Regions from separate parts of the Mus musculus genome. Here all the other regions are linked to region 2. The links are chromatin contacts, called in public Hi-C maps. All regions are on one chromosome and are shown on one strand. The core of a region is the stretch at or near the end of the contact, and the rest is flanking DNA. Distances in the headings are between cores, read along the strand shown. Region 1 overlaps Sulf1 (sulfatase 1). Region 2 has its middle 56 kb from the start of Gm30974. Region 3 overlaps Sulf1 (sulfatase 1).

Evidence for each region. Hi-C and Micro-C count contacts between places; a contact is called where the count stands out from the background.
Region 1: a Hi-C map of muscle stem cells shows a contact between it and region 2, with 2.5 times the contacts expected there. The contact joins two enhancer-like sites. A contact is called at or near these places in 1 of 484 Hi-C or Micro-C datasets (muscle stem cells) and 1 of 115 datasets of contacts at active chromatin or transcription factors (embryonic fibroblasts).
Region 3: a contact with region 2 is called in a Hi-C map of muscle stem cells, with 4 times the contacts expected there. The contact joins two enhancer-like sites. A contact is called at or near these places in 6 of 484 Hi-C or Micro-C datasets (Sertoli cells, cerebral cortex, cortical neurons and 2 more) and 1 of 9 other capture datasets (embryonic stem cells).

The regions. Positions count from the first base shown.
Region 1 is chr1:12,775,217-12,778,557 of GRCm38.p6, forward strand. The region is part of intron 2 of Sulf1 (sulfatase 1); the gene reads left to right. Among named protein-coding and RNA genes, the nearest start is that of Sulf1, 84 kb to the left of the region's middle. Within about 2 kb of position 1,890, at least 40 of the 459 cell types and tissues checked have an H3K27ac peak or open chromatin away from gene starts, as enhancers often do. A contact at or near this core is called in muscle stem cells, where this site is marked.
Region 2 is chr1:12,115,822-12,118,768 of GRCm38.p6, forward strand. No RefSeq gene overlaps it. Among named protein-coding and RNA genes, the nearest start is that of Gm30974, 56 kb to the left of the region's middle. Within about 2 kb of position 1,675, at least 6 of the 459 cell types and tissues checked have an H3K27ac peak or open chromatin away from gene starts, as enhancers often do. A contact at or near this core is called in muscle stem cells, where this site is marked.
Region 3 is chr1:12,834,180-12,837,363 of GRCm38.p6, forward strand. Sulf1 (sulfatase 1) reads left to right here. Exons shown (of 22, transcript NM_001198565.1): 13 at 1,934-2,150. Among named protein-coding and RNA genes, the nearest start is that of Sulf1, 140 kb to the left of the region's middle. Within about 2 kb of position 1,607, at least 79 of the 459 cell types and tissues checked have an H3K27ac peak or open chromatin away from gene starts, as enhancers often do. A contact at or near this core is called in muscle stem cells, where this site is marked.

The DNA of each region.
Region 1 (3,341 bases), core at 640-3,139, 660 kb after region 2:
CTCTGGAATAGCTCCACTGTAGCGTCCAGTGCTCTGACACTAAGAGCCAAGCATGGTAGAGTTAGTTCTTCCAGGAAAGAAAGCTTCCTTCTGCACAGCCTAGGAGCTGGAGAGAAGTCAATGGCTTAGTTGCCAGGAAGTGGAAAATTAAAGCTAGTACTTGGAGTTTGAGTCCAGTCTAGATCTTCAGCTTCTCTTTTGGGCTACACGCTCCAAGAAAATGAGTTAGCCATGTAAGTATGCAAATTCTGGAAGATTTCTGATTTGGAACAACAGAAATATAAAGGCACATGCAGCAGTTTTCTTCCATGATTTTGGAAATCTTTGATTTACAGTAGCTTGGCCTTCCATCCAGAAACGTATCAAATGTGATCCTGGATACTTAATTGTGACTAAATACAATCAAGACACAGAAGCTTCACAGGAAACATCACCAACATCCTGAGCTCCATCGGAACTGGAAACACTGGTAATGCTGGGGCCCTGGAAAATCAGTAGCCAGACTCGAAGGGCTAAGAATCTACTCTGGCTACTGAGGACTATGAACTTGTCAGATGTATTTGGCACGTTTGCTTCTTGTTTGACGGTAGCGGGCCAGCAGTCTGGTGTGCTTGTCATTCAGGCTTTACAAAGACTTCCTTCTTAATGGCTCAAGCTCCTCTTGAATCATAGCTATTAAGTTTCCAAATTTTGCTCATTTGTCCATTAGTGAACACTGTTTTGCTTTCCTCTCACTTTTACATACAAACTTTATGTCGAGACACAATCTAAACTTGCAGAGCTGTGTTTAATTTTGTTCCCCTCAATTAGCAAGGAAGAATCATTTACCTTCTATGTGTCGCCAAGCTTATCAATATCATTGACAGTTGCCATGTAAGAATCAAGTGTAACAAGTTAAGAATCATTTACCTTCTGTGTGTTGCCAAGCTTATCAATATCATTGACAGTTGCCCCGTGCTTTCAAAGCTTGGACATTCAAATCAGTACAACCCCAAGGCATTATAATCTCTGATATCAGCATCACATCAGGTTTTAATAACACCTCCCTCCATTTCGTGGAACCAATTTGGTAAAGAGAAGAGCGTGCTTAGGGCTGCTTTGAAATAGGCATTGTTCAGAATGGCCCCTGGTGATCAGCTTTCACGAATGTCTGGTTTTACTTTCAGGGCACATCAGCTGATTTAATTACATCAACTCCTTCTCTGTGTGACAAGAACTGCTCTTGTGTGTGCTGAGAAATGAAAGTTGGAAAACAAAGTAGAGTCCTTAGTGAGAAACTAAATTCTAGGCGTGGAACTCTACTGGGTGTGGGAAGCTGAGGAGTCCAGATGAATGTTAAAGACTATTCCTCCAGTAAGCATGTATCTGTAAATACTACCGGGCAAGTAGACATCAACTTGTTCAAACATCCATGAGCAAAGATCATAGTCTGAGCCAGAAGCCCAGGAAGGCTTTTTGTCTTACAAACAAGACAAGTATCAACTTTAGAGACTAAAGTTGAGTAAAATGTTTCCACTTCCTAAAATGTTCTCCATCTTCTGTTCAGGCAGTAAACCAAGACATTCCTGGGGTAAATTTCAAGTTACTACAGGTCCTAGAGACAAGCAACATCCTGTAAACCTGTAAATGTCAGTGAATTGATGGCTATAAACCCCTGCCCTGGTGCAGCTCCTCGGAGCTAATCTGTTTCTGTTTGTGTGTTGAGATCGTGATCTGAGATAGATCGGTGAATTAGATTGGAAGAAAATGCTGTAAGTCAGGCCGGTGTCGATAAGAATAGGCTGATAATTTGCAGTCCGTCTATGCTCTATGGAGAAGATGAATGAATTGATTTTCTTAGTGGCCTTCCACTCACTTCTCACTGGTCACACTGTAACATGTTCGGTGACCTCAGGCCATGTTTGCACTCTTCCTGACGTGTACAGCTATGCTTATTAGTCATCTGGGGATAAGTGCACAGCCACAAAATAGCAAGCATGTGGATCTTGCCAGGAAAGGACTGGAATGATCTAGTGAACTAATGGGATAAAAGATCTGAAAATAATATTTCCTGGTATAACTCCTGAAACTAGCTGTATATAACTAACCTGAATTTTAAGCTTACTTGAAAAATATCTCGGAGCAAAACCTTTGACTTTAATATGGCCACTGGACTTTTTTTTTATAGCTATCCTATAAATTATAAGTGTTTGTTTATATTTTATAAATAATAAGTGGGAGAAATTAAATTAACTTCCATGATCTGCCCTGGGCTAGGAGCTAGAGTCTTCTGAAGGGAGGGGGGAGGAGGATGGGGGGTGAAGGCAGACTAGATTCCTTCTGCCTCTTGTGAAATGTTGGCCAGTCCTTGAGAACTCTGTCTTTATGGCCAACAGTGTGACTTAAGTAAGCTTTTATTTCCAGTTTGTCACTCCTGAGAGCAGCTACACCTGTGAGGGCCTTGATGCCACAGAAAGTAGGTCAAAGGTGTCCACTTAGCTGTGGCTTAATTTCTTACAGTGAGGTGAGATGTTTCTTCCTCCTGTGGAGTTTGACTGTGAGATAAGTATGTGAAGAAATGCTCTTGAAATAGAGATGTTCCATCTTACTCTTTGGAAAATAAGTGTTTCTTTCAACAAATATATCATAAGAAACATAAAATAGCAAAATAAATCTGAGTTGTGCTAGGTTTATGTACATTACGAAATCAAAACAAGGTTCGACATATCTAATAAAATGATTTCTCACTTCTTTTATTTTATTAGATATTTTCTTTATATACATTTCAAATGCTATCCCAAAAGTTCCCTATACCCTCCCCCCCTGCCCTGCTCCCCTACCCTCCCACTCCCACTTCTTAGCCCTGGCATTCCCCTATACTGGGGCATATAAAGTTTGCAAGACCAAGGGGCCTCTTTTCCCAATGATGGCCAACTAGGCCATCTTCTGCTACATATGCAGCTAGAGACACGAGCTCCAGGGGTACAAGTTAGTTCTATTGTTGGTCCTCCTATAGGGTTGCAGACCCGTTCAGCTCCTTGGGTACTTTCTCTAGTTCCTCGATTGGGGGCCCTGTGTTCCATCCAATAGCTGACTGTGAGCATCCAATTCTATATTTGCCAGGCACTGGCATAGCCTCATACGAGACAGCTATAACAGGGTCCCTTCAGCAGAATCTTTCTGACATATGCAATAGTGTCCGGGTTGATTCCCCACTTCTGAGCTGAGTCATGGTACATGCTGTAATCCCAGAGCCTGAAATGAGGCTAGCCTGGGCTACCACCTAGTATGTTTCAGGGCAATCTCTACTACATAGCGAGGCTTTGTCTCAAAAATTAAATCTTTAGAATTCTATATTGCTT
Region 2 (2,947 bases), core at 425-2,924:
TTTTGATCATCTTATTTGTACATTTCAGTTTTTAAAAACCTGAATCTTTGATGCATCAACCTTCATTGCTCACACCATATGGCCAAGGGCATCACAAGCAATCTGCTAAGAACTCTGTTCTCTGAGAACTCACAAACTCTAAGCAGAAATGGGATCCTCATATCATCAAATACGTTTAAAAAGGGATATAAAGGTGTATCAAAAAGTAAGCCAGTTCAGAAAAGGACAAAACACTAAAACTGTTAAGCAGTAGACAAGAAACACAAGGGTTTACGTGTCTTTTGCTTTCTAACACTCTCTCTAGGTAAAGTTTATCTTGCTTCCTTCTTCATCAGGAAACTAGAAACATTAAAGTACTTCTATTAAGCATCTAGCCCTTCTCCTCACCTCTACATCCTTTGCTACCAACTCCACCTAACCACTGGATATTAGTGATCACATTGCCCACATCTTGATCCAAGGCAAACTCTACCACTTCTTCTGCAATAGTAGTTTTTTATAAGTCAAGCTTTGTTGTAGCTAGTATCTTGTCTTCTGAGGTTGATGCTATAAGAGTAAACTGTCACTATGTAGACCTTATTTATATCCTAAAGTCATGAGACTCCAGAGAATATGTCAAAAGTTTTTAGTAATACTAAACCAAGCCAAACTATTTTACAATCTGAAACAGTTGACAGTTAAATAATAGAAATAGTTAGTATAGATCCATTTAACTCCAATCTCAGATATAGGTATAAAATAATAGTAACACTTTAGCATTTGTGGTGCATTAACACAAACGCTAAGATTTTTACATGGAATCTCTACTACTATTTCACTATTAAAAAGGAAGAACAGAAAGACAAAGATACTTGCCCAGTTAACACAACTATCCAAATCCTTCGTTTCTTTAATTTAGCTATTTGATACTATTTTCTTTAAATTCCCATTGTAATAGCTTTCTCTGTCATTAGAGCTGAAGGTGTCAATAGGACTCAAAATATGTTGAATATTAAAACTTACACCCCAGAACATGTGTCAGCACCCCACGCCTCCAACCCCTTCTTCCTTTCTTCTCCCTTCCTGATCCACTCTTCTCTCAGAGTAAGGAAGGGATTTGTGTCTACATGGGCAGTCCAACCTGCACAGAGATGTTTGGAAGACCAGAGCTTGGTAATTATGCTTTCCTGTGTCTTCTGGAAATTATATTGGTTAATCAATGCAACTGTTCCCTAAATCCAAACTGTTATTACTGATGAACTAAATATCACAGCTTAGCATTATTAGGGGGTCTCTCCTATGTAATACGAAAGAGGATAATGCAGCTGTCCCATGGTTTTTTTTGGAATTCCACAGACCCACAAGAAGATTGGCAGAACCCCATGAGGAAACTCATTCACAAAGAAGCCCTGCATTTTTTAGATTCTTTATTGGTCATGTAAGTGAGGCTCAATCTAAACAAAGACATGTAAGAAATATAATCAGCGAAAATGAGTCAGAAAGTCTGTACTTCAATTCTAACTGTGCTCATCATCTGGCCATGGGTAGGTTAATTATCACTTTAGGCCCCAGGATCTCTCAGCAAAATTAGCTCCAGAGTGATTCAAGTATGACATTCAATAATGAGACATAGCCCAGTAGTCATGGCCGTGTGGGCATCACGCCCTAAATTCTAACAAGTTTTGCTTATTTTTTTTATAAATGAAACAAGATTTTTAAAAGCAGAGGTCTCTTAAAGGCCACTCAGAGCAGCTAAGAAACAATGTGTCATATGGTAGACATCAAAACAATGAGTCACTTTACTTAAAAGAGAAAACTGGCAAATCAATTTTTGTGCTTCATATTTATAAAGCAACTAATTAGTAGACACTTTAGAGTTTTTAATTTATTGAACAATGTACAGTCTTTCACAGAGTAGGGGGAGAATTGCTAGCCTGGAATAACGTATAATCTTTTGAGTCACTATGATTTTTTTCTTACTTTAAAGCGAAACAAGCAATGGAAAAATGAAACCTCCAAGTAATCTTACGATGGTCCCCATTGCTTCTGTTCCTTTTACAGGCATTTTTTGCCAACATTCAAGACAAGATTATCAAATTAAATTTTACTTAATAAATTGGCCAACACTGCCTCTGGCTATTGTATAAAATATTCCCTTGTTCATTATTTAGTTCTTTGGTGCTTGCTAGAAATGTTTACACCCCCCTACTCTTGTTTGTAATGAACCATAAAAGAAAAGTCTTTGCAAAAGTTATTGATGTTATGTCATTGCTGCATACATACGAAGATGGTCTACCAGCTTTGTGTGTATGGTGACAGGCATCGCTATACATTTTTATATTCTGCTGTAACAAAATGTTTTCTATGTGAGATTAAAATTGCATTATAGGAGGGCTAAAGAGAGGGCTCAGTAAGTGGTTCAGAGTTCTGGCTGCTCCAGATGACAATGGTCATATCAAGGACAGAGGAAAGTTCTACACTGCAATTACTTCAAATATTTACCACAGTCTGGCTTGGTTTGCACTGGACCTAGGATTGATTTCCATCACTCACATGGAGGCTCACAACTGTCTGAAATGCCAGGTACAGGAGATCTAATCATCTCTTCTGGGCACTTTAGGCACTGCCCGCATGTGATGCTTAGGTTCACATGCAGCCTAGCACCAACACACATAAAATAAAGTAAGTATATTTAAAAATATGTTCTGAAATAAAAGTTTGGTTGTATCTGAATACAGCTCTTTATATAATATGGAAATTATTTGAAACTCTTACTTTGAAAAAAATTGAAGTCAATTTCCCTCTCATTGAGATTGAGGCACATACAGTGATTTGTTTCCAACATATACAATAAGGCAAAAATAACTAGCATACCCAGAAACTTGGCCAGTGAAGGAGCACATTACCGAGATGAACGTGGACTCCTCTAGGAGGTCGCTACAATACCAAATGTCACACTCCCAATCAA
Region 3 (3,184 bases), core at 357-2,856, 720 kb after region 2:
ATCAGCTACCAGATTTATTGGTTTATCTGAGTGTTAGATTCCCTGAGACTGGAGGTCCTGGTGGATGTGAGCTGCCTGGTCCAGATGGATGCTGGGAACTGACCCTGGATGTGCTAGAAGAGCAGAAAGTGCTTAGTCACTGAGCCTCCTCGCTAGCCTCTACTTAATCTTCTGCAGCTTGGTCCTCACATTGCTGTGGTCTGTGTTGCCTTTTCCTGACGTGGCTTGGTAGTTAGCTGCCTTTTCTTCAGCAACCTGCTCTTCTGTGTGAAGACCTTGAAGGTTCAAGGCACTTCAGGCCAAGCCTGAAAAGAGACGAATGTAACATGGCTTGAAATAATCATTTGGAAACAGCAGAGGTGTGGAGGCTCAGGTGGGACCATAGCGTGAGTTCTAGATGCTCAGGGCGTGGGGTCGAAAGCCCCAATGCTGCTCTGATAATTATACATATAGCACAGGCATGCGGCTCTCTTGATGAAAATGGATGTTAACCGCAGAGCCCTTGCTCACGGCGAAGGCTTGCCCATGATTTACTATGCATTTGATTTATCTGCTGACAGAACCATCACATTGCTTGGCCAAGCTTTTTTACATCAGAGACGCCTCCTGGTGGTATTGGCTTACCAGTGGGAGATATGAGCTACTCATAGACACTACTAGAGTGGGTATCCTATTCACACATGACTTCTTTAGGTTTTTGAGACAGGTTTTCTCTGTGTAGGCCTGGCTGTTCTGAAACTTACTCTGTAGACTGGTCTGGCCTTGAACTCAGAGATCCGCCTACCTCTACTTCCCAAGTGCTAGGATTAAAGTCCTTACCACCAAGACAGGACTTATCTGAAATTATGTGTGGCTCAGCCCGCATGGATATTTAGAGCATACGTATATTGTGCTGGTGTCAGCTTAGAAACCTATGCATTGAAATACACACAATAATAGCACACAGGCGACACTTGTATATGGGAGGGAGAAAAGGATACATTTAACAGTGCTAGTCCTTATCCAGGCTCACTCTGTTGTCTTGCTAACATAGCTTCAAATGAAGGCCAGGATTCTTCCTACTGACCAGTGAGTCCTTTAGGGCTTGTAAGAGAAAAACTGAAATGTAAAGAAGTTATTGGGCCTTTCGAATGGAGAGGGGCTTCTGAGAGGCCTCCCGGGGTGAAAAGACATTGTTGGAACCAGAACTGTGAACTTGCTGCATTCCCACAGCTGTGGACAAAACAGGAACTAGGAACCCCAATGCGACCCCCACTACCACCCCCGCAGAGCGCATTTTCTGGGAAGGTCGAATCAGTCTCCCTGGGACCCACCACATGCTGCGGGCGTGAAGAGTTTGTAGGAGAAGAAGGAAAATCAAAAGAAAACACGATGAGTTTGCCAATGTCTGGGATACCCAGAGTTGGCTTTGCCGGTAATGGCCTCAAATTAAATTCCTCTCCGTCTTGCTCCTCTGCCACTCTGCCCAGGCTCACTTTAGAAACCAAGAGGCAGAGAACAAAGCAGGCAAGTTTGTTTTTCCAGAACAAATGGGGCAGTTTGGGGTCCTGGTGGAAGCAGCGCTGACAGCTGGCTCCGTGTTGGGACACTAAGGGTTTTAACACGGTTCATTCAAGACTGTTTAGTCTGGGGGCGGAGGATTCATTTATCAGCGCCAGTGTCATCGAGGCAGTTCTGATTCCCAATGATTTGTCATCTGTATGTGCCTGCCACAAACGAAATAGAACTGAGCAGTTACTGCAGGGTCACTTAAAAGCCAGTCCCCTTTCATTTATGCTCCTTAATGGAATTAGCAGTGAGGGACGGGGCAGGGGTGGGGGAGGGGGGAGGTGATGATGGGGGACCGGACTGACGGACACCTAGCTACTGCTAGGGTGCTTTGTAAATAACAACTGGCTCAGCATCGCCAACTGCTTCCCGCTGGCTCTTGCAGAACTGGCAGTGCATCGAGGACACATCCGGCAAGCTCCGAATCCACAAGTGTAAGGGACCCAGCGACCTGCTCACGGTCCGTCAGAATGCACGCAACCTCTACTCTCGCGGATTGCATGACAAAGACAAAGAGTGCCATTGTAGGGACTCTGGCTATCGCTCGAGCAGAAGCCAGAGAAAGAATCAAAGGCAGTTCCTGAGGAACAAGGGAACACCAAGTAAGCTCAACCTTGTGACCCCCCCCAGCCCCCCCCCACACCCCACACACATACAGCGGCAGGAGGATCCCTTTTCAAGACAACCTCCCCCGTGATTCACACACAAATGAGATGTTCTCGGTGCCTAGATTTCAGGATAAAAGCAAAAATCATTGCTCAGTTTAAAGTAAGATAGCAAAGATCAGCTAGAAATTTTACTTTGCGAGCATTTTCACTTAGTATAGAATAAAAATCCACTTAGTAACTTCCTAGGGACCAGGGCATCCACACACGCAGCGGGTGTCCCTCGGGACCAGTGGGGGAGGGTTAGAGCCATCTGACTTTACCTTCATGGTAATGCTCTAATATGCCTGCCTTAACTTGATTTAAAAGTTAAATTTTAGGTATCAATCAGTTCATGTGTGTTTAACCTTAGAGGAAAGACATGAGCAGTTTTTAAACGCATATTTTTCATGTTTTAGACTGTATCTTTAAATGTTGTCAGACGCTTGTATCTTGTTGAGTGGCAGTATCAAATTAGTTGAACTCAGTACAGCATATCCTTACTGCCTACAGGTTTTTTGTTTCTTTTTTTTTTTTTTAGTAAAAACTCTCAGGTAACTGATTGATACAGACTACAGAAAACAGGAGGAACATCTACTGAAGAATGATAGTCTACTGCCACCTCGTGGCATATTAGAGAAGTGGCTCAAATCTGTGCACATTCTATGTCTGGAAACAAATAAGTTCTGTTTAATTGGACACAAAACACTTAAGAGACTCAGAGTTCCTTAAAGCGACATTTTTGTGCTGAACAGAATAGACTAGAGGGCCATGAATTCCTTATCTAGGTGGACTGGTCTTCACTGGTTCTTAAAGTGGTTTATAGCCAGTACACAGAGTTACGGGATTGTCTTTCCTCCTGGAAGGAAATTTCACACTTAAACCTCATAAGAAAAATCACAGCTAGAATTAATAAGGTTACAAGGCCCCCTGATACAAGCATCCCACTTAGCAGCAGGAACACTGTCCCCTGCCAGAAAGTTTTCAAACTG